2 separate regions of the Anser cygnoides genome follow, and region 1 is linked to region 2. The links are chromatin contacts, called in public Hi-C maps. All regions are on one chromosome and are shown on one strand. The core of a region is the stretch at or near the end of the contact, and the rest is flanking DNA. Distances in the headings are between cores, read along the strand shown.

Region 1 (6,210 bases), core at 270-2,769, 490 kb after region 2:
CGGCGGCAACCCCGACGCCCGGGGGTTTTCGGAAGAACCGAACCCCGGCGCCTCCCGGCACAACGCACGGCGAGGGTTTACCCCCGCCACGCGACAGAGGCCGTGGAGCCACCGCACCACCCCCCGGGTAACCCCCAGCGCACCCCCCGCGGAGCCCCCCAGCACCCCAGCGGCTCCCCGCTCCCTACCGGCAGGGGGCCGTTAACGCTCCAGGGCCGGGTTTCGAGGCGAAGGCTCCGCCGCCGCGGGCCGGGATCCCCTCCCCGTGCTCCCGGGCCACCGAACCGGGCGGCCCGCGGCCATGGCGGCGCCGGGCCCCGCTCACCTGTTGCTGCTCCGCCTCCACCGGGAGCCGCCGCGGCCCCGGGCCGGGCGGAACCGCGCTGCCGGTGCTCCGCCGGCTGCTCCCGGTGGCGGGGACCCGGCGGGGAACGGGAGGGCGCCGCCGGGGCTCGCCCTGGAGGCTGGAGACCCGCGGCCGGGCCGGTCCCGGGGGCAGCGAGAGGGGGACCGGCCCAACGCCCCGACGGCTCCGATCCCGGTCCCGGCCCCGCTCCCTGTCTCGCCCCGCTCCCAGCCCCACGCCCCGGTCTCGCTCCCGCTCCCGGCCTCCCGTCTCCCCCGTCCCCCCGCACTCACCGGGCCGGGCCGGGCCCTGCGCCGGGCCGGGGCCGGGGCCGGGGCCGGGGCCGGGGCTGCTGCCGCCGCCGCCGCCACCCCGGGGCCGGGCCTGGGCCAGCGCGGGCCGCCCGGGCGGGGCGGCGGAGCGGGAGGGGGGAGCGGGGCGAGCGGCGCGGGGGAGGCGGGGCGGGACCGGAACGGGAAGGGAGGGGGAGGGGCGGGCGGAGGGGCGGGGCGGGGAGGGGAGGGGAGGGGAGGGGACGGAGGGCGGGCCCCTTACGCGCCGCGTCACGGCCCCGTGCGTGCCGCGTCACCGCGGCGCTCCCGCCGGGCCGCCGTTGTCATGGCAACCGGGGCGGTGGCGCCCCCTGGTGCGGGGGAGGCCTGGAGGGGGCGGGGCCCCAGCGGAGGGGGCGGGGCCAGGAGCGGGGGCGGGGCTGCCCTGACGGCCCCGCCCCCTCGCGCCCGGTGGCCCCGCCCCTCCTGGCTGGGGGGGGGCGGCCCCCCCCCCCCCCCCCCCCCCCCCGGTCTATCCGGGGGTCTCCGCGCTGCCCAGTGAAGGCCCCCCCCAGCTGCCCAGAGCCCCCCCGGCTGCCCAGTGACCCCCCCCCCCCGTCTGCCCAGAGCCCCCCCGGCTGCCCAGGACCCCCCCCCCCAGCTGCCCAGAGCCCCCCCGGCTGCCCAGGACCCCCCCCCCAGCTGCCCAGAGCCCCCCTGGCTGCCCAGGACCCCCCCAGGTGCCCAGGCCCCCCTTCAGCTGCCCAGGAGTCCCCCTCGTCTGCCCAGAGCCCCCCCTGGCTGCCCAGTGAGCCCCCCCCCACTGCTCAGGGTCCCCCCAGCTGCCCACAACCCCCCCCAGCTGCCCAAGACCCCCCCCCCGACTGCCCAGAGCCTCTCCCCCCGCTGTCCAGGGATGCCCCCTGGCTGCCCAGGATCTCCCCTGGATTCCGTGAGCAGCGCCCCGCTGCCTGGTGAGGGCCCCCCTGTGTGCCCAGAGACGCCCCCCCCCAGCTGCCCAGCAGCCCCACACCACAGGGACCCCCCCCGTCTCCCCTCAGCACACGTGGAGACCCCCACTCACGGGTGGGCTGCCACAGCTTGGGGACCCCCCCCCAGCAGTACCCCAGGGCACCGTCACGGGCCTGGCCTGGTGCCCCCCATTCACAGCCCCAAACCCCAGCTCCGAGCGGGCGCTGGCGCCCCGGGTGCACGGGCCGAGCACCCACCGCTCGGGTCCACCTTAACCCCGGGGAGAGCAGCACCCGCGGCTGCCCCGTGCCCAGGAAAGGCTCCTGTGGGATCACAGGGGCGTTTATCTCGCCCGGGATCAGCCAATATTTGTGGTCACATCGGGAAAACAAGCCCTTCCTGCCGGGTCCAGCACCACTGCCCTACCTCCGCTCTCCCGGCCCCGGCTCTGCTGTCCCAGTTTGACTTGGGCTTATCGGGACGGCTCAAGGAACCCGGTGTGCTGGGACCCCCGAACTGTCAGCTGCCGGCACCGGGGATGACGGCCGCGGTGGCTTTCCTGCTCCTGAGCCTTCTGAGGATGGCAGCTGCCAAGGGCGTGTGGTGCCCAGCCTGTGGGCTGGCGGCCCTGGCCCCTGCCACGCAGCGGGACATCCTCATCGCGCTGGCGAAGCAGAGCATCCTCTCCAAGCTCCGCTTGCCGGACAGGCCCAACATCACCCAGCCCACGTCCCGGGGCGCCCTGCTGACCGCTCTCCGCAGGATGCGGGTGCAGCGCGCCGACGCGCCCGTCGCCCCAGGGGTGCTCCGTGCCAGCGGCGGCCCTTACCCACGCCCTGTGCCGGGCGTGCAGCACTACGAGATCCTGAGCTTTGCCGAGTCAGGTGTGTGCAGAACCCCCGGGCCCTGTGGGCGTGGTGGGACGGGACCCCACGGGTGGGGGGCATGGTGGGATGCGGGGAAGGCGCTGAGAGGTTTCCTCCTGGGCACGGGTACCTTGAGAGCCCCGCGCAGGGGCGCTGAGCGCCTGCAGGCACTAACGGGCCGGCACCGAGATGCTCCGTGGCCAGAACCTTTGCACCCACGTCCTGAGCTTGCCCCGAGCAGCTCACCCCTCACCACGGGGAGGGGAAGCACCGTGGAGACCCCGAGGCTCCTCTCAGCGTTTTGTGGGGGCAAGGGGATGGGTGGGAGCAAGGACAGGCTGCGGGGTCTCGTTAAGTCGTTGTCCGTTTCTGTCGGACCTTCCCTGCTTGTGCTGGAGGTGGGTGGGTCAGGCGGCCAGGTCAACCAAAGCGTGATTTCGGGCCCCGGTTCCCCAGCAGCTCCTCATCTGGGGAGTCAACTCCAAAGCCCGTCTGCTCCCCCCGGTGTTCTTGCTACCCGAAGTGGTGGGCTGCCGCGTGGCGCTCCGGAATCAGCTGCCTCCCTGGGTAGAGAGAGCTCCACAAAACACGCTCGGGGGTCCTTTACAGGCATCACTGGAAAAGCGGGGTCCTGTACCCCCACTCCCAGGCAAATGCAGCCTTTGGAAAGAGGCAGAATAGGCCCCGCACCCCGCAGAGCATCCTCCCGAGCTGCCCAGACCAAGCTGCTGCTCGGTGAGGTGCTGGGGGGAGCATGCACCCCTTGCAGGCCTCTGTGTGTTTTCATGGCTGCTGTGGGATCTTGGGGGCTTGCTTGAAGACCCCTGGGAACAATGCTCCTCCATGGCACATTGTGTTCCTGCACGTGAGGGCAATGCGGAGATGTCTCCCAGCTCAGCAGAACATCTGCTGGAAACGAGGGAGCAGGCATGAGCCACGGGCCTGGGTCCAACCTCTTGCCCTGCTGTGCTGTGCCAGACCGCAGAGGAGGGCATTCGTCGCTCCCCCTCCTTTGTGGGGAAGCCCGGCAGCCCCAAAATGCTGCTGCTGCTGAGTGGGACGTGCAGGAGCGGGCGGTGGTTCCAGCCATGGAAAGTAGAGGTGGTGCCGGTGGCCCGAGTCGGCATGACCGCCTTAAATCCGGGGCTGGTTTACACAGCCAGATAACCTTCTCCAAAACCCTCAGCAGCTTCCCTGACAAGGGGGATCTCAGGGCAGAGAAGGTGGAGCCAGGCCGGGTTGCTGCATTAAGCGCCAGGCCCAGATGCTGCTACTTCAGAGCAGCAGCAGCAGGAGAAGCAAAGCGTGCTGGAAAGCGGGGGCCCCTTGACACCCGCGTGTCCTGCTTGCTGCTCCCTGGTTTAGACGTGCCTCCCGTCTGCTCTGCCTTGGTGCTCCCAGGCTGGGAGGCCCTCCTCCCCGTCACCTCCTGACTCTGCTTTTGGTCCTGCGCACAGGGTCCTCTACTTCCCGCAGAACCCTCCTGCATTTCCACTTCGCCCCGGAGCTCGGTGGGAGCACCGAGATCCTGCAAGCCAACCTCTACCTGTTCTGGGCATCCCCTGGCCCCGGGACACACCAGGTCACGGTGAAGCTTTTGCAGCCAGACCTGACGGGGCTGAACACGACGACGGTCAGCAAGACGTGGCTGGAGGTGCAGAGGGCTGGCTGGGCCACGCTGGATGTGGGCCGAGCTGTCCAGAGCCTCTTCAGCCAAGGGAGCCAGAGGCTGACCGTGGAGCTGGAAATGGTTGAGGACTCCGGGCCTCCCCTTCTGGCTGGCCACAGCGATTCCCACTGGCCGTTTGTGGCAGCCCAGGCCCGGGACAGGACGCCCCATCGGGTCCAGCGGCGCGGCATTGACTGTAGCGGGGACTCGCGGATGTGCTGCCGCAAGGAATTCTTCGTGGACTTCAAGGAGATCGGCTGGGAGGACTGGATCATCCAGCCAGAGGGATATCACATGAACTACTGCGCGGGGCTCTGCCCCTTGCACATGGCTGGGATCCCCGGCCTCGCTGCCTCCTTCCACACAGCCGTCCTCAACCTCATCAAAGCCAACAACGCAGACGCAGCCGTGGACTCCTGCTGCGTGCCCACGCAGCGCCGCCCCCTCTCTCTGCTCTACTATGACCGGGACAGCAACATCGTCAAGACCGACATCCCCGACATGATCGTTGATGCCTGCGGCTGTACCTAACCTGCCACCGGAGGAGGCCTGGGGGCAAGATGGGTGCTGTGCGGGACTCTCCTCCTCCCAGCTCCTCCTTGGCAGTGCAAGAGCTGCTGCCAGGCATGAGCCCTGCCAAGGCACTTTCTCCTCCCGAGGCTGAAGCGTCAGGGCGGTGCTGAATCTGCAAGTCCTCTCCGCCCTGGCCTCCTGCACACCTCTTTCCCCCTTCAGATCTGCCCGTGGATTCCTCTCAGCCCCAGTGCCATGGCCTCTCAGCCCTGCTTCTGCTGGAATCCAGACCTCCCTGCCCAAATCCCCTGCTGAGCACCCTGATCCGGGGTGGCTCAGGGCAGCCCAGCCTCCCCAGCGCTGCTCCCCCAACCCAGGCCATGTTGTGGTGCTTCAACTCGAACGTGTGGTCCTCTCGTCATGGGCATCAGCCAGGCCACCTCCTGCTACTGGGGGAGCCGAGGAGCTGAGAATAAGCTGGGAGCTGGCGAGGTGAGAGAGGAGAGAGATGCTGCAGAGCCCCATGCAGCAGCTGGACGTGAGGGTGTTAGGGGTGAGGGAGGGGGAACTGGTGCTATTGGGAGGAAAGTGTCAATAAATGACTCCCAGCCATAGCGTGTGCGTGTCCGTGGGTGCACGTGCCTGTGCCCTGCCATCAGCCAGCTCACCTTCCCTCTGCCCCCAGGCTGCAAGGCGATGGACATGCCCTAGCGCAGACAGCCCCACGATGGCACAAAACCGACCCACGCTGCCATGCACAGTCCCCTTCTGAACACCTGCCTGGCCATAAAAGCCGGGCAGTGGGGCTGGGCACCCACCGATGGGACTCGCCATTCCCAGAGGCTGTAATCCTGCTGGCCCCCACAGCTCTCAGGCTCCCTGTTCCTTGGCTGCCTTTCCTGGGGGGGTGCAGAATCCCTGTCCTATCTCAGATCCAGATCCTATCTCAGATCCTATCAGATCCAGAGCACGGGGTGGGACCCCAGCCATGGGGTGTTTGTGATTCCCACCAGGGAAGGCACCATTTGGCCAAATGTCCCATTCCACAAAAACCATCTGCATTCGGCCATTATTGTCCCAATTCAGGACGAAACGGAGCAACACTTCCCTCTTAAAGTGGGTGGAGATGGCCAGAGCCACGATGCCCATGACGCCCAGCCTCGCCTACAGCCCCACACCAGTTCCCTTCCTGGGAGCAGCCTCTTGGCACATCTCTGGCCTCCGGCCTTATGGCTGCCCGCCCTGCCCCGTGCCAGCCTGGCTGGCAGCGCCGCGGGACACGTCGGTGCCGTGAGAGCCGGGGACAAAGGGCGGCTTTGACACATTGGCCCCGTTACGTAATCTCGCGTTCGGGTTTCTCCACTGCTCCACACGTGTCCCCCGTGTGCGAGGGCCGAGAGGACGCGGAGAGGGTGCTGAGGTGGGAGAGGGCAGCTCGTGGGGGCAGACCCCGGGGAGGTGTCCGCAGCCAGCTGGGACAGAGCAGAGCCACCGCAGCCCTGTGACCAGCCACGCAGGCACTGACCCCACCACCCCAGCAGCTGGAGACAACCGAACCGGGGGGGAAGAGGA
Region 2 (6,349 bases), core at 248-2,747:
CCCCCCCCAGCGGCCCCCCCTCACCCTGGTCTCGGCACTTACGGCCCTGCCGGGGGGGGCCCAGCGCCTTCATCCTCCTCCTCCTCCTCCTCCTCCTGTTCCCGCAGCGCGGTGTTGGGGGGGGGGGACACCCCCTGCGTTGCGTGCCCCCCCCCCCCCCCCCCCCCCCCATTTTGTCGTGCCGCGGGGCGTCCCCACTGCCTTTTGTACCCGATAAAGCTCCGCGTGCAGCGCCACCGCCTCTGCTCGGGGGGGTCTGCGCCTGCCCCCCGCTGGGGGACCCCCGGAGTGTGGGGCCCCCCCAACCCCCCCTGTATGTGCCCAGCCCCCCCGTGTCTATAGGGCCGCTGTGTGGCCACCCCGCGTGTGCCCCGTGGGCCCCAGCCGCTCCCGCGGGGCCCTACAGGCCCGTACGTGCCCCGCAGACCCCACAGGTCCCGTCCGTGCTCCCCAGTCCCTTTAAGTCCCTTTGTGCCCCCCCCCCAGGTTCCCTACGTGTCCCACAGGTCCCTATAGGGCCTACGTGCTCCCTGCAGTCACTGTAGGGCCCGTACGTGCCCCCCAGGTCCGTATAGGGCCTGTATGTCCCTCATGGTCCCTGTAGGGCCTTTACGTGCACCCAGGTCCTTATAGGGTCCGTACACATGTTCCCGTGGTCCCTGTAGGGCTCAAGTGTGCATTCAGAGGGACCATACATCCCCCAGAGTCCCTAGAGGGCCCATACATGACACTCAGTCCCTATAGGTTCCATATGTTCACCATAGTCCCTATAGGGCCTATATGTGCCTTGTCTCCATAGGTTCTGTGTGTCCCCCGAGTCGCTATAGGGCCCAAACACATCCCCAGGTCGCTATAGGGTTCATACATCCCCCCAGGTAGGTTCCTACAGGGCCCATACTGGTCCCTATAGGCCCCATATGTGACCCCAGGTCTCCATAGGGCCCATATGTCCCCCCAGGTAGGTCTCTGCAGGGCCCACATCGGTCCCTACAGGCCCCATAGGTGACCCCAGGTCCCTATAGGGCCCATACACATCCCTAGGTCCGTATAGGGCCCATATGTCCCCCCACATAGGTCCATACGGGGCCCACACCAGTCCCTATAGGCCCCATACACAACCCTAAGGTCCGTATAGGGCCCATACACGGCCCCAGGTCCCTATAGGACCCATACGTCCCCCTAGGTGGGTCCCTACAGAGTCCATACTGGTCCCTATAGGCCCTATAGGCGGCCCCAGGTCCCTATAGGGCCCATACAGATCCCCAGGTCCGCATAGGGCCCATATGTCCCCCCAGGTAGGTCCCTACAGGGCCCACACAGGTCTATGGGGTCCATACACGCCCCTATAGGCCCCCCACACGACCCCCGGGGGTCCCCGCAGGCCCCCACGTGACCCCCGCTCCCCGCAGGGCCCCATTGGCTGCGCTGCGCGGGGCGGGGGCGCTGACGCGCCGTCCTCCGCCCCGATTGGCCGAGCCGGGAGGAAGAGGCGGGCCCTCCGCCCCGCCGCGCGGCGCCGATTGGCGGAGCCGGGCCGCGATCCCGCCCGGGCGGGGAGGGCGGGGCCCAGGCGCTGTTTGTGTGCTCGGGCCGCGACGGGAGCCGGGGCCGCCGCAGGTACCGGGGGGGCCGGGCCGGGGCCGCGACCGGAACCGGGAACCGGAACCGGAGAACCGGGACCGGAGAACCGGGGCCTGGGGCTGACTCCGGGCCCCTCCCTGTGAGGCCGCGGCCGCCGCCGGGCCGGGGCGGGGACCCCCGGGGCCCTCCCGGTGCCGCCGCTCCTTGCCCGGCCCCGGGGGGCTCCGGGGCCCGGCTGTGCCCGGGCGGTACCGGGGCGGCACCGGGGCGGGGGGGGGGTGGAGCGCTGCCGGTCCCCAGCGGGTCCCCCCTGAGCCACCGGGGCCGGTACTGGGGGGGGGGGGGGGGCGCCCCGGCGGGGGCTCCGGTGGGGGCGGGCGGGCGGCGCTGCCCCGGCTCGGCGCTCGGTACCGGGGCCTCCGTGCGCCCCCCGGGCTGCCGGGGATGTCCCGGGGGCCCCCGCGCGCTGCTCCGCCACGGGGCCGTGCCCCCCGGTGCCCCCGGTACGCGGCTGGGGGTTACCGGCGGTAACCGGGCCCGGTGTACCGGGGGGGGGGGGGGGCGAGCCGCACGTCCCGCTCCTCCCCCCCGAGCCTCCTCCGGGCCCGCGGTTGGGCCGCAGCGAAGCCGGGTGGCACCGGAAAGCCGTTACCCCGCGGGGCTGGCGCAACCCCGGGGCCCTCCGGGGGCTCGGCCTTGGGGCCCGGTGGCTCTCGGGGCCCGGTGGCTCTCAGCCCCCCGCCGGCGGAGCTCGGCCCCGGGAAGCGCCGCCGCTCGAGCGCCGCTGCGGCACCCATGGGTACCCCCCGGTGGGCGCGGGGCCTTGCTCCGTGGGTCCCCCTCGGCCGGTGCCGGTGCCGGTCCCGGGAGCCGAGCGGCGGGTGCTGAACCCGGGGGGTGCTGGGGGCTGCGGGAGGGCCCCGGGGCGCTACGGGTGGGAGCGTGCACTCCGGGCCCCGCCAGCACCGGTGGGGAAGGGGAACTGGAGGGGAGCTGGCGGCCGGTGGCGTGCCCGGTGTCGGCTCCGCGCCGTCCCCGTCCTGCCCGCAGCTCGGCCGCTGCGCTGGTAAATCTGTGCCGGGGGACCGGAGCTCTACGAGGGGGAATGAAACGGGGGGAGGGGGGGGATAAGATTGGCCCTAAAGAAACCCCAAATCCGGCTCCCTCCAGGCCCGCGCGCTGTGGTGCTCCCCGCGTAGCGACCCCTCGGTGTCCACCGGGTGGGATGCGCCGGGGACCCGCTGGCACCGGGGGGAAACGGGCAGATAAACGGGAGGGATATATAAAAAAAAAAACAACAAAAACAACAACAACAAAAAAAAACCCAAACCGGGCTGAGGAACTTGGAGGCCGGGCCGGGAGTTTGTCTGCAGCCCCTCCTCGGGGCGGGGAGGGAGGCGAAGCAGCCGAGGAATCTGCGCGCCGCAGCCGGAGGGAGCAGCCCCGCCTCCCCCCCCCCCCATGCGGGGCTGCCCCGAGGAGCTGGGGGGGGGGGGGGCTCCCGGGACCCCCCCTGATGTGAGAAGGGGGCTGCCAGGAGCGCGGCCCGCGCCGAGCCTGCGTTGGCCGCGGGAGCTGCGCCTCGTGGGGTGCGGCGCGTCCGCGCCGTGCTGACTGCTCTGCCCCGCTCCGTTCCCCTTCCAGCACTGCCCAGCAGATCGGACGCCAGCGCCCCGCTCCGTGCCGCGGCGTCGCTGCCTTCCCGCTTCGCAGGGCGCGCGGCGCAGCAGCAGCAGCAGCAGCAGCCCGGCCATGACCAGCAGAGGAGCTGCCAGGCCGAATGGGCAGGCCCAAGCTAGCAAAATCTGTCAGTTCAAGCTGGTGCTGCTGGGTGAGTCGGCGGTGGGGAAATCCAGCCTGGTGCTGCGCTTCGTCAAGGGGCAGTTCCACGAGTACCAGGAGAGCACCATCGGGGGTGAGTCGGCCGGCGGCGCCTGCCCGCGGGGCGCTGCGGTGCCCGGGAGCCAAGCGCTGGGGCCTCGCGGGCTCCCGCAGCCGCCGTCTGCGCGCGTTTTGCCTCGCGCCAGTTTTATTTCCTTCCGACGCGGGCCAGCGTTGGGCCCTGAGCTCGTGCTGGCGGCTGCGATCCGCGGAGAAGCCGCACGAGCGCTTTTGGGGAGAGCCCTGCCCCGCGTCCTCCTGGCGGGGCCAGGCTCTCGCCGCAGTCCCCACGCCTCGGCTGCGGTCTCGCAGCGGCGGTGCCGTGGGGCACGTGGGGCCTGCAGCCGGGGCAGGAGTCCCGCCGGTCCCCCAATAAGCCCCGCCGCTCACCTGGAGCAGCTGCGTGTGCTCCCAGCACGTTGTGGCAGCATGCGAGGGGCCGTGGGCTCCCCGCAAGCCCGGCTCCACGTCCCCCCGGGGCCGTTCGGGTGCAGGCGGGGTGCCGGGGGGCCGGTCGTTGGACGCTAATGCTCCCCTCCCTTCGTCCCTCCCTCCAGCGGCGTTCCTCACACAGTCCGTCTGCCTGGACGACACAACGGTGAAGTTTGAGATCTGGGACACGGCCGGGCAGGAGAGGTACCACAGCCTGGCCCCCATGTACTACCGGGGCGCGCAGGCGGCCATCGTGGTCTACGATATCACCAACCAGGTGAGGGCCCCGGGGCGGCGCCGCAGGCAAGGGGGGTGGCTCGGTCCCTGGCGGGGGGTCCCGGTGAGGTGCCCGCCGGCGCTGCCGCCACCGGATTCGGCCTTGAGCCCCCGCCTCTGCTCGCAGGAAACGTTTGCGCGGGCGAAGACATGGGTGAAGGAGCTGCAGAGACAAGCCAGCCCCAGCATCGTCATCGCCCTGGCCGGCAACAAGGCCGATCTGGCCAGCAAGCGCATGGTGGAGTACGAAGTAAGTGCCGCTCCCGGGCTCCTCGGGGCCGGGGCCGGTTCCCCCCCCCCGTGCCCGCAGCCGCGCTGGGCGGCCGCCGACCCCTCAGCCGGGCGCCGGTGTCTCTTCCAGGAGGCGCAGGCCTACGCAGACGACAACAGCCTGCTGTTCATGGAGACGTCGGCCAAGACAGCGATGAACGTGAACGATCTCTTCCTGGCCATCGGTGAGCCGGGGGGGCTGCGGGGGGGCCGAGCCGGGCTGCGTGGGGCAGAGCTCCCGGGGGTCCTGCCCCATGGCGGCTTTGCGGCAGAGCCGGTGAGCGCAGGGGGAGCTTTTCCCCCCCCGGGAAGCATGGGGGCAGCCGGGGTGTGCCCGTGTGGGTGCGTCCCCATGGTGCTGAGCAGCTCCTGACGCCCCCCCCTGCCTGTTTGCCCCCCCCCCCCAGCCAAGAAGCTGCCAAAGAGCGAGCCCCAGAGCACGAGCGGCGCGGCGGGGAGGAGCAGAGGCGTGGACCTTCACGAGCAGAGCCAGCAGAACAAGAGCCAGTGCTGTAGCAACTGAAGGGCGGCCGGCGGCAGCGGCCCGCGGGCAAGGAAGAGCGAAGCCGTTAACGTCCCCCCCCGCCCCCCCCCGTCCTCCACGCCCCCCTCCGTACCGGCACACCGAGACCCGTCGGAAGCAGCCCCCCCCCCCCCCCCCGAGCTCCGTCTAACTGCACTTTTTAACGCTTCAGAGCCGCTGCCGGAGCCCCGTTACCACCCGACGGCCTGGAACCAGATCCACCGGGGACTTAACTTCCAGAACCGAACTCTTCTTCACTTTGTATGATAGGTGCAGAGAGCGACCGAACTCCCCTTCTGCCCCCCCCCCGCGCCCCCCCTCTCCCGCCTCCCCCTTTGCTTTGGTAAATCCTGCTCTCGGTCCCGCCGGGGACGCGAGGAGGCGGCCGCGGCGCCCTCGGACGTGGGCTTTGTGGCGCGGCGTTGGGAGCAGACCCCCGCGGAGCGGCATTCCCCCCGGGGGGGCTGCCGGGGGGGTTATTTTTATTTTCTTTTTTCCCCCTTCTCTTCCCTCCTCTTTCTTCTGTTTCGCTGCCCCGGGGGGGGGGTGTTGGGGAACCCGCAGTGTCCTTACCTCCTTCCTCGGTGGCCTTTTTTTTTTGCTGGAGGATCGGAAGTGCCTGGGAACCTGTCACAGGGGGAGGGGGGACGCGGGGTGATGGCGGGGACCCCGAGCTCCGACCCCGAGCACCGCCGGTGGCGGGGCCGGCACGCTTGCCCCCCCGGCGGAGCCGTGCAAACCCCCGCCACCGCCTCGGTGTCCCCCCGGTGATCCCGGCCCGGCCGTGCCTCGCCGCCCTCCCTCCGGTTTGTGGGGGCTCAGCTCGCTGGGGGCGGGGGGGCACCGGGCGCTCCCCGGGTTCCTTTCCCTCCTTTGCCCCGGGGACCTCTCCCGGGGGGGCGACCCCGCGGGCGCCTCCGGCTGCGTGCGGCGCCCTTGGGCCGGGGCCAGGCGCCCGTGGCCCTGCGACCATTGCCCCAACCTCGGCTCCCGGCCCAAAGCTGGCGGCGGGGGCACCTGGGGGCTGGGTGGGGGCACCCCTCCGAACCCCCCCCCACCCTCAGCACCCCCCTGTGCCCCTCACCCCCCTGTGCCCCCAGGCTCCCCCCGGGCTGGCAGCGGGGTCCCGGGGCTGGGTCCAGGTCCCGGGGCTGGGTTCAGCCCCCGCAGCCCCCCCCCGGCCGGGCGCCCCCAGCCCCCCGGGGTCGCTGCAGCTCCCCGGGGCCTTTTTCTCACCCCCCCCCCCCCCCCCCTTTCTCCGCTCCTCGCGTCTCCGGTTCGGTTCCTGCCGCCGCCGTGCCCCGGGGGAGCGCCGCCGCCCCGGCGGCCCCTGACGAGAGCGCGGTCCCGGCCGCGGCTGCTGGCTTCGCGGTGTATTTAATGTAA

What was found. A called contact is a pair of places that touch in the nucleus more often than the background predicts.
Region 1: a contact with region 2 is called in a Hi-C map of liver, with 2.3 times the contacts expected there. The contact joins the promoter of LOC106049825 here to the promoter of RAB5B in region 2. A contact is called at or near these places in 2 of 7 Hi-C or Micro-C datasets (both in liver).

Annotation. Positions count from the first base shown.
Region 1 is chr32:3,468,407-3,474,616 of Taihu_goose_T2T_genome, forward strand. LOC106049825 (inhibin beta C chain-like) reads left to right here and starts at 1,520. Exons shown (of 2, transcript XM_013202247.3): 1 at 1,520-2,474; 2 at 3,914-5,698. The coding sequence starts at 1,535. The coding sequence ends at 4,656. It overlaps R3HDM2 (R3H domain containing 2), which reads right to left and starts at 796. Exons shown (of 24, transcript XM_066985446.1): 1 at 640-796.
Region 2 is chr32:2,973,964-2,980,312 of Taihu_goose_T2T_genome, forward strand. RAB5B (RAB5B, member RAS oncogene family) reads left to right here and starts at 1,498. Exons shown (of 6, transcript XM_066985549.1): 1 at 1,498-1,617; 2 at 3,226-3,496; 3 at 4,020-4,171; 4 at 4,298-4,420; 5 at 4,532-4,625; 6 at 4,848-5,110. The coding sequence starts at 3,334. The coding sequence ends at 4,963. CDK2 (cyclin dependent kinase 2) reads left to right here. Exons shown (of 7, transcript XM_066985540.1): 7 at 1-231. SUOX (sulfite oxidase) reads left to right here and starts at 6,217. Exons shown (of 4, transcript XM_066985506.1): 1 at 6,217-6,345.